Linked DNA regions of Hordeum vulgare: region 2 is linked to region 1. A link is a contact called in public Hi-C data. All regions are on one chromosome and are shown on one strand. Each heading gives the region's core, a stretch centred on a gene start, on an enhancer-like site or on the middle of the called end of the contact. The rest is flanking DNA. Distances are from core to core; before and after follow the strand shown.

What was found. A called contact is a pair of places that touch in the nucleus more often than the background predicts.
Region 2: a contact with region 1 is called in a Hi-C map of leaf, with 4 times the contacts expected there. The contact joins the promoter of LOC123444737 here to the enhancer-like site in region 1. A contact is called at or near these places in 2 of 6 Hi-C or Micro-C datasets (leaf and seedling) and 1 of 1 datasets of contacts at active chromatin or transcription factors (embryo).

What each region holds. Positions count from the first base shown.
Region 1 is chr3H:531,692,166-531,695,957 of MorexV3_pseudomolecules_assembly, reverse strand. No RefSeq gene overlaps it. Among protein-coding and RNA genes, the nearest start is that of LOC123444734, 18 kb to the right of the region's middle. Within about 2 kb of position 1,752, at least 2 of the 3 cell types and tissues checked have open chromatin away from gene starts, as enhancers often do. A contact at or near this core is called in seedling, where this site is marked.
Region 2 is chr3H:531,748,106-531,751,720 of MorexV3_pseudomolecules_assembly, reverse strand. LOC123444737 reads right to left here and starts at 2,189. Exons shown (of 2, transcript XM_045121558.1): 1 at 1,168-2,189; 2 at 310-913. The coding sequence starts at 1,888. The coding sequence ends at 1,349. It overlaps LOC123444736 (transcription initiation factor TFIID subunit 9-like), which reads right to left. Exons shown (of 2, transcript XM_045121557.1): 2 at 2,594-3,222. The coding sequence ends at 2,875. TRNAK-CUU (a tRNA gene) reads right to left here and starts at 2,327; the gene lies at 2,255-2,327. It also overlaps the pseudogene LOC123441980.

The DNA.
Region 1 (3,792 bases), core at 503-3,002:
GCAACGGGCCATCCTAGATTCCATCCGGGATGAGGCTGAGGTGGAGGCCAACCGCCGGCTCATCCAACAGAGGTAGGTGAAGGCCGACACCCTCTTCGACGAGCTGGATGCAGAGATTGAGGCGGATGAGTCCGTAGCGGAGCAGCCGAAGGGGGCGGAGCTACGGCACGCGGCCATTTATCCGTCGAAGGGCACGGAGATCGTAGATATCTCCGACGAGGAGTAGCTAGCTTGTACGTAGTAAGTAGGTTTCATTCTTTTTGTATGAATTTGAGGATACTAATATGAGATGTCCGGATTTGAGAGGTCCGGCTCGACATGCTCTTAGAGTAGCCATCGCAAAAAAAGACTTTGAGAGTAGATATCCTTTTTCCATGCAAAGAAGCAAAATATACTGGTGGCAATATTTTGGCGGTTAAGAATTTTTGTCGGACTTCTTTTTAGGGAGCTGCTACGCGTCCACCGACGGATGTTTAGTAAACATCCGCCACCTCAACGGCCATTGGATGTATCGATGCAGCCGTCCGATCTATGTCCCCACATCCAATAGTTCGTGAAACAGAGGTCGGGTTGCAGAAACTATAGCCGCGTTGCAAAACAACAATCGTGCTGCAAAAAAATTCCTGAAACAACGACCGCGTTGCAGAAAATAATTTACGTAACTCCTGAAACAATGGCTGAGTTGCAGAAACCACGACCCCGTTGCAGAAATGTTGCAGGCCAGTTACGGAGCTGCCCCGATGGCGGAGGGCGACGGGCATGCCAGCGACGGAGGGCCGCGGTGCAGGCCGACGGGGCGGGGCCGTGGCGCGGGGCAGCGGCAGAGGGCGGCAGGCAGGCCGGCGACAAAGGGCCGTGGTGCAGGCTGACAAGGTGGGGCCGTGGCGCGGGGCGGCGACGGAGGGCGAGCGGGGGCGGCGGGCAGGCCGACGGGGCGAGGCCGTGGCGCGGGGCGGCGGCAGAGGGCGGCAGGCAGGCCGGCAACGAAGGTCCGCGGTGCAGGCTGACAAGGCGGGGCCGTGGCACGGGGCGGCGGCGGAGGGCGAGCAGGGGCGGCGGACATGCCGTCGGCGGAGGGGGCGACGGGGCCGCAGCAGGTCGATGGCGGAGGGGCGACGGGGCCGCAACAGGTCGGCGGCGGAGGGGCCGCGAGACGCAGTAGGCCGGCGGCGGCGAGGTCGTCGAGGCCGAGGCGGAGGCGGATGCACGGATGGACAGTTTTCTGAAACAACTCCTCAGTTTCTGAAAGAACGATCTAGTTTCAGAAAATGGTTCGCGATCAGATCGAGGCCCTTATCCAACGGATAAGCGGGCGGCCGATGGATCACACGGATCAGTCGAGATGAAAGGTAAGACTTTCCCTTCTTTTTAGAGCAAGTACAATAGTAGAGCCTGTTGCCGGCTGTAAGCTCATGCCATGTCACCTATAGCACATCTTATAGCTAACATGTATAATAGTTGGTTAGAAGAGTGTACTACTTATTTATTATATGACCCACCTTTCATTCTCACAAAATGCCTAGGAGCACGTGCTAGAGCTGGCTCTTAGCTAAGAGCCCGCTTACATTATCTCTCATTTTCTCTCTCCTCCAATTAAGCAAAGATATATTATTTTATTTCTTACAGCCAACTGACTCAGTTTTATTGTACTTGCTCTTAGGGTTTATGAACCCTCGATTAGTTCTAGGCCTTGTGCCGCGTTCCGCTCGCATAAACCAGGCCTGGCTTCCGGTCCATCCCCACCCACCGCAAAATAGGCGAGGGGACCCTCTGCCGAGCGCGCCGGCGCTGCGAATTACCCAGACCGAGGCGGCCTCGTTAGCTTTAGCCTCCCCGGAGACGACGCGGAACCGTGTCCGTATCAAAACTGGTCGGCCGGGGTTACTGGGAATTTGGGATATCAATTTCAGCATGACTAGGTTACTGAACATAATCTATAAATTTGGTCTGCATCAGCTCGTGCGAAAAATTGTCTAGCAGACGCCCTGCAAAAAGAAGATCAAGTATGATGTTTTCCTCGGACAAATGTACTGCTAAAAGAAGCAAATCCGAGCCTGTGATCCATAGTCTCCCGGAGGTGGGTCCAAGGACATGAGTTCTAAATTAATCTGAATATATCCTTTATTGTCCTCATCTAGTTTTTTTATTGTTCTAACATAACATCCAGTGTATTCAGGGTAGTATTATGATTCTTCCAACTGGTACTGAATTTTCTATCTGCCCTCATCCAGGGTATTATGCACGACATAGTATCAAGGCTGACACTGAAGGATGCCGTCAGGGCCAGTTTGGTGTCGACAAACTGGAGACGACTGTGGACATGCCATCCCAATTTATGCTTTGACAGTCCTACGATCCTGAACCGCGAGTATGGCACCATTAGCAGGAGGGGTAGAAGAAGACGCAGGTTCATCAGGCGTGTCGATGCTGTCCTGGAATCCCACAGTGGTGCAGGGCTAAGAGGATTTGATATCACGTTTGCTCTTGACACAAGGCACGCGGAACATCTGGATCGATGGCTCAAGTTCGCACTCGATTCCAGGGCGTCTGAGATTGCTGTTAATTTGTCCCCTGTGTTCTACAAGGGTTCCGTGAGGTCATATGAATGGGAGGATACATACGCCTTGCCGTCTCATATGTTTAGCAGTCAAGGGGCATCTTACATCGAAACACTCCAGCTCGCCTTTGCCTCGTTGAAGCTGCTCGGAGATTTCGGTGGCCCTCTGAACCTTAGGTCGTGTTTGGATTGAATGTATTTTAATACAGAGGTGTATAACTTATACCTGTAGTCGCTGTGTAAATTTTACCTGAAAATAAAACGACGGCTGCAGGTCTGTATTTTTACAAGTGGACAAACGATGATCCAAACAGTGCCTACGTACTATTTAAGAAAGCCAGTGTAAATTATTACAGTCAAGAAACAACATGCCAAGCACCTATGTGAGTTCCATCCAAAAAAAAAATACACGGATATAACTTACAGATGTTTTGAGGGTCAAAACGACCAACCAAACGGGGCCTTAGAGTGCTGGATCTCCAAACTGTTCATGTGTCGGAAGGAGATCTTGAGCTGCTGTTGTCCAAGTGCAGTGCGTTGGAGTGTTTGCGCCTGGGTCGCTGTTACCCAGTGCTTAATCTGAAAGTGCAGAAACCACTATGTCGTCTGCGTAATTTATCTGTTCGGGGATGTCAGCTACAGGTTATGGAATTCACTGCTCCGAATCTAACAAAATTTGAGTATTCGGGTCAGGCCATACCCATTACACTCAGTGAATCCATGAAACCAACAGAAGCTACTGTGACGCTCTTGGGATATGATGACACCCTTGAACACGTCTTCACCGAACTTCCAATGACCCTGTCTCGCGTGGAGACACTGTCTTTGAACACTTGCTTAAACACCGAGGTACTGTGCCGACCAGCGTCATGCATGTCTCACTTCCATCTATGTAAAAATGGTTTCGGTGACCTTGTAGGTGGTTGGATTTTCAAATTGCCTGATGAAGTTCACTCATCTGATAAAACTGGAGGTGACTGTAAGTATACTCGGGGACTCAAGAATCAGAAATGGGATTCTTCGTTTAGTGAGTCTTCTAGAGGTGGCCCCTCTTCTGCAAAGGCTCGAGTTAAATGTAGGCGTCTGGCGGTGGGCATGCTGGCGGATTGGCTCTGGCCTTGAAAGAAGCACACCAGGAAGGCCTGGAGCTGCAATTCTATGCCTCCAGGAGACGAAGATAGACGCCTGGACTCCACAGCTCGTGCATGATATCGGAGGAACTCAACTCACCGAAT
Region 2 (3,615 bases), core at 940-3,439, 55 kb before region 1:
TGTCAATGACGCTGATTGTACTGTCCTAGAATCTGATGTTGTCCGGTCGGGATAAGTGAGGGGAGAGGGAGCAGGACATACCTGACCGCGACGCCGTCCGGTCTGGAACCGTCGTCGCCGATGTCCCTTCGTTTAGGGTGGAGGATCAAAGATGGAAGGTTATCATCCAAGGTACACCCTCTAGCAGCTTTACCAGTTCATGATTGCACTGACAAATAAGACCACGGCAGGAATCTCAAAGAGTAATGGAAAGTGCACATTTCCACTAGATCTAAACGTGGTGGATGATGCACATATAAACTCGGTGGATGATGCAGCGACTGGAAATAGCATGACCATTCAGTCTGAAGATTTACATGAACAGAACACACAGGATCTCAAGCCAGCACTGGGGGACAACACATCTTCTATAAAACCGATGGTCGAAGAAAAGTGGAATAAAGGAGATACACCGCCTACTGATATGTCAGGCGCTCTGTCTCTCTCCCTTGCTTTTCCAGCATCAAAGGAACAATAGGCTGGTAAAATGCAACCGGAATCGCAAAGAGGCCTCGGATTAGCAGTAGGAATTACTCGTTTTCGATTATCCAGTGATGATGGCTCCTTGCGTTTGCATTCCTGATGTCTTGCAAGATGGATCTTTGTAGCATCAACCCACTGCACAAGGAGTCTGCTGAAGACACAACTATCTTGTCAATGTGCAAACAGATGGCATCTTTTAGAGTGCATTTTGACGACTTTACATGCTCCTGTCGGCACACCCATGTTGAGTATTGAATTGCGAAGAACTTGAGAGAGTTGATCATGGCTTGTTTTGGTACAGAAAACATACATATATATTCAGCTGCTCTCCAAACATCGATAGAGATTTGAGCAGAGCTTCAGACTCTGCATTTGAAGTACCATCCAATCTCTGCATGTTAAATAAATCTCATGTCAGTTTTTGTCTTTAGCTTGCAACAGTGCGATATACTCTGGGGGAATGGTGGTGTAAACGCCTAAAATTGGCACATAACACTTAACTTTCCTGTTTCCTTAAAATTGCCTCTGGGATATCTAAATTTACTGATGAAATCGCTAGTTGAGGTAATACCCATTGCAGAAGATAACTCCATGTCCCAAACCCTTCTGATGGTGAGAAGTGAGGGGAGAGGGAGCAGAACATACCTGACCGCGACGCCGTCCGATCTGGAACCGCCGTCGCCGCTGTCCCTTCGTTTAGGGTGGAGGAGGAGGTTCGTTGAGCGGCGGGAGGAGGCGCGGCGGCGGGGGGAGGCGAGGCTGGTGATGGTGAGGCCGGAGAGGAGGTCGAACTTGAACTTGTCGAGGCCGTAGTGGGGCACCCACTCTAGCGCCGGCACGAAGTACTTGAGCGCGCCCCACGCCGCGGTAGGGGCGAGCGGGAGCGGCGCGCGGGGGCCCAGGCGACGGAGGCGAAGGCGGCGAGCTCGGAGATGAGGTGCGGGTTCGGGAGCGCGGTGAGGTACTCGGCGTCGCAGGAGGCGTCCGGCAGGAGGAGGAGGACCTCGAGCAGGCGCGCGAAGAACCTGACCCAGGAGGCCGCGGCGAAGGAGCGGCCCAGCGGGAAGGCGGCGAGCGCGAGCGGGTTGCGGCCGGAGGCCGGTGGCGGAGGAGCGCGACGAGGAGCTGGTCGCGGAGGATGAAGGCGCCGCGGGCGAGCAGGACCCTGAGCGCCACGAGGCACTTGAGGGCCACGACGGCGGCGCGCAGGCGGTCCGTGAACGCCTCCTCGAGCGCCGCGGCCGAAGGCGAGGAGCGCGTCCAGGTGGTGCGCGTACAGCGGGGCCGTCGACGGGTGGTGCGCGTCCGTGCCGGAGGCCCCCGGGGAGAGGAGTGTCGCCGCGAGCCGCAGGAGCTTGAGGCCCATGGCAATTGGCGCCGGCGCGCCGCGCGAGGAGGTGGTGGGAGCGGCGTGCGGGGGCGAGCGCCGGCCGAGCGGGGCGAGCGGGAGCGGCGCGGGGCCGGCGGGCGATCGGGGGTTTGCGGGAGCAGTTCCAGAGAGAGATCGATGGAGTTTTTGTTAGCGACGAGGAGTTTTCGTTAGCGACGAAGTTTCGTTAACAACATATTTAGGCCATTGATTAAGTGATTAGACGGGATCTGTCGTGGTTTGCATCTGTCCTCTCTTTCTTTTATAGTGGTGGTTTTAGCCAGTAGCGCTATGCAATGGCCATTCATCATGCACTGCATTTGGAAATCGATTCCTGGATTGTAGAAAGAACAAAAAGAAGGTCGCCCACCGTGGGGCTCGAACCCACGACCACAAGGTTAAGAGCCTTGCGCTCTACCAACTGAGCTAGACGGGCTGCTGATATTTTTACTTTGATTTCTCAATAACTGATACATGCTCCACGCACAGAAGGTATCCGTCCGCCCTCCTCCCCAAGCAAGAAAACAGACACTGAACTACTGATAAAGAAACAAAAGCAGTGCATCTGGCACTACGGATTTTTATCTTTATCTCCATATATTGTAAAATTGGTACTCCCTCTATCTAGCTTTATGAGATGTGCAGGTATTTTTATGTCCTCATTTTAACCAACCAAATATGTGCTACATGCCACCAAAAGCATAACAGGAACACCGATTTAGCATTCAGAAACAACGACAGGACAGTTCAAGTTCGACAAAGATCTACAAAATCAACAAGTTGATAATAATGGACAGAAACTAGTTAACCCGAGGTGTGCAGCTACAGCATACACTACTTGCAAGCCTGCCTCCTTTCCCCAACAATCAGCATTTTCCATGCTGAAATAGGAGGGCGCTGGCCAGAAAGGGCGATCCCAGCAGCTACACAATCATCAGCAAGCAGGCTCGCGGGACAAGGAACCGCCAGCAATCTACAATCAGTTAGCCCATGTTCAACTGATCAGTTGTCACCAGAGGGTGCTTTGCAGCCGCGGCAGCCACCGCGTTCAGTTGGAAAGAAACCCTCTGGCTCTGGCTTTGAGGCTGAGGCTGCCCGCTGCCCCTCTGATCCTGTGAATAGTTTGGGCTAGGATTGGTAGGGATTGCGTCATCGCCCTCGTTGTCATCTTCTGCTTCTTCAGTCTGAGTTGGTGGCTTCAGTGTGGGTAGGAGCTGGTAGTTTTCACTCAACAAAGTGTCCTGCTCAGGTGGCAGAGGAATTGATCCAGGTGGAGCAATAGACTTGGGCAGCGGGATCTTGTTCCGGCTGCGTGCCAATTCGAGTAGAACCTGTGTGACATCAGCAAAATGACTTGTCATCCACCTATGCATACAGAGTACTTTGTGTCAGCTTGACTTTCCAGGGATCTGATAAAACATAAAACAAGCGCTAGACTTCAAAGCATAACCACAAGAGTTGTTCATAGACTTTATCTACGCTACGCAAGATAACAAGCAAGTGAGTACACTTGTGAGTGACCCTCAATCTCTATTATCTTTGTACTACCTAATACAGTATGATTCATCAACATTTTAGGTATATCTTCAGATGCCAGCCTCATACACATTAAGAATCATACCTGTTCATTTCGTGTTTCTATATAAGTCTAGCCATGCATTTCAAAACATTATTTTGTACTAGGCCTAGCCTGTTCCCGGAGATTTGGAGGGGCGGGAGTGGGG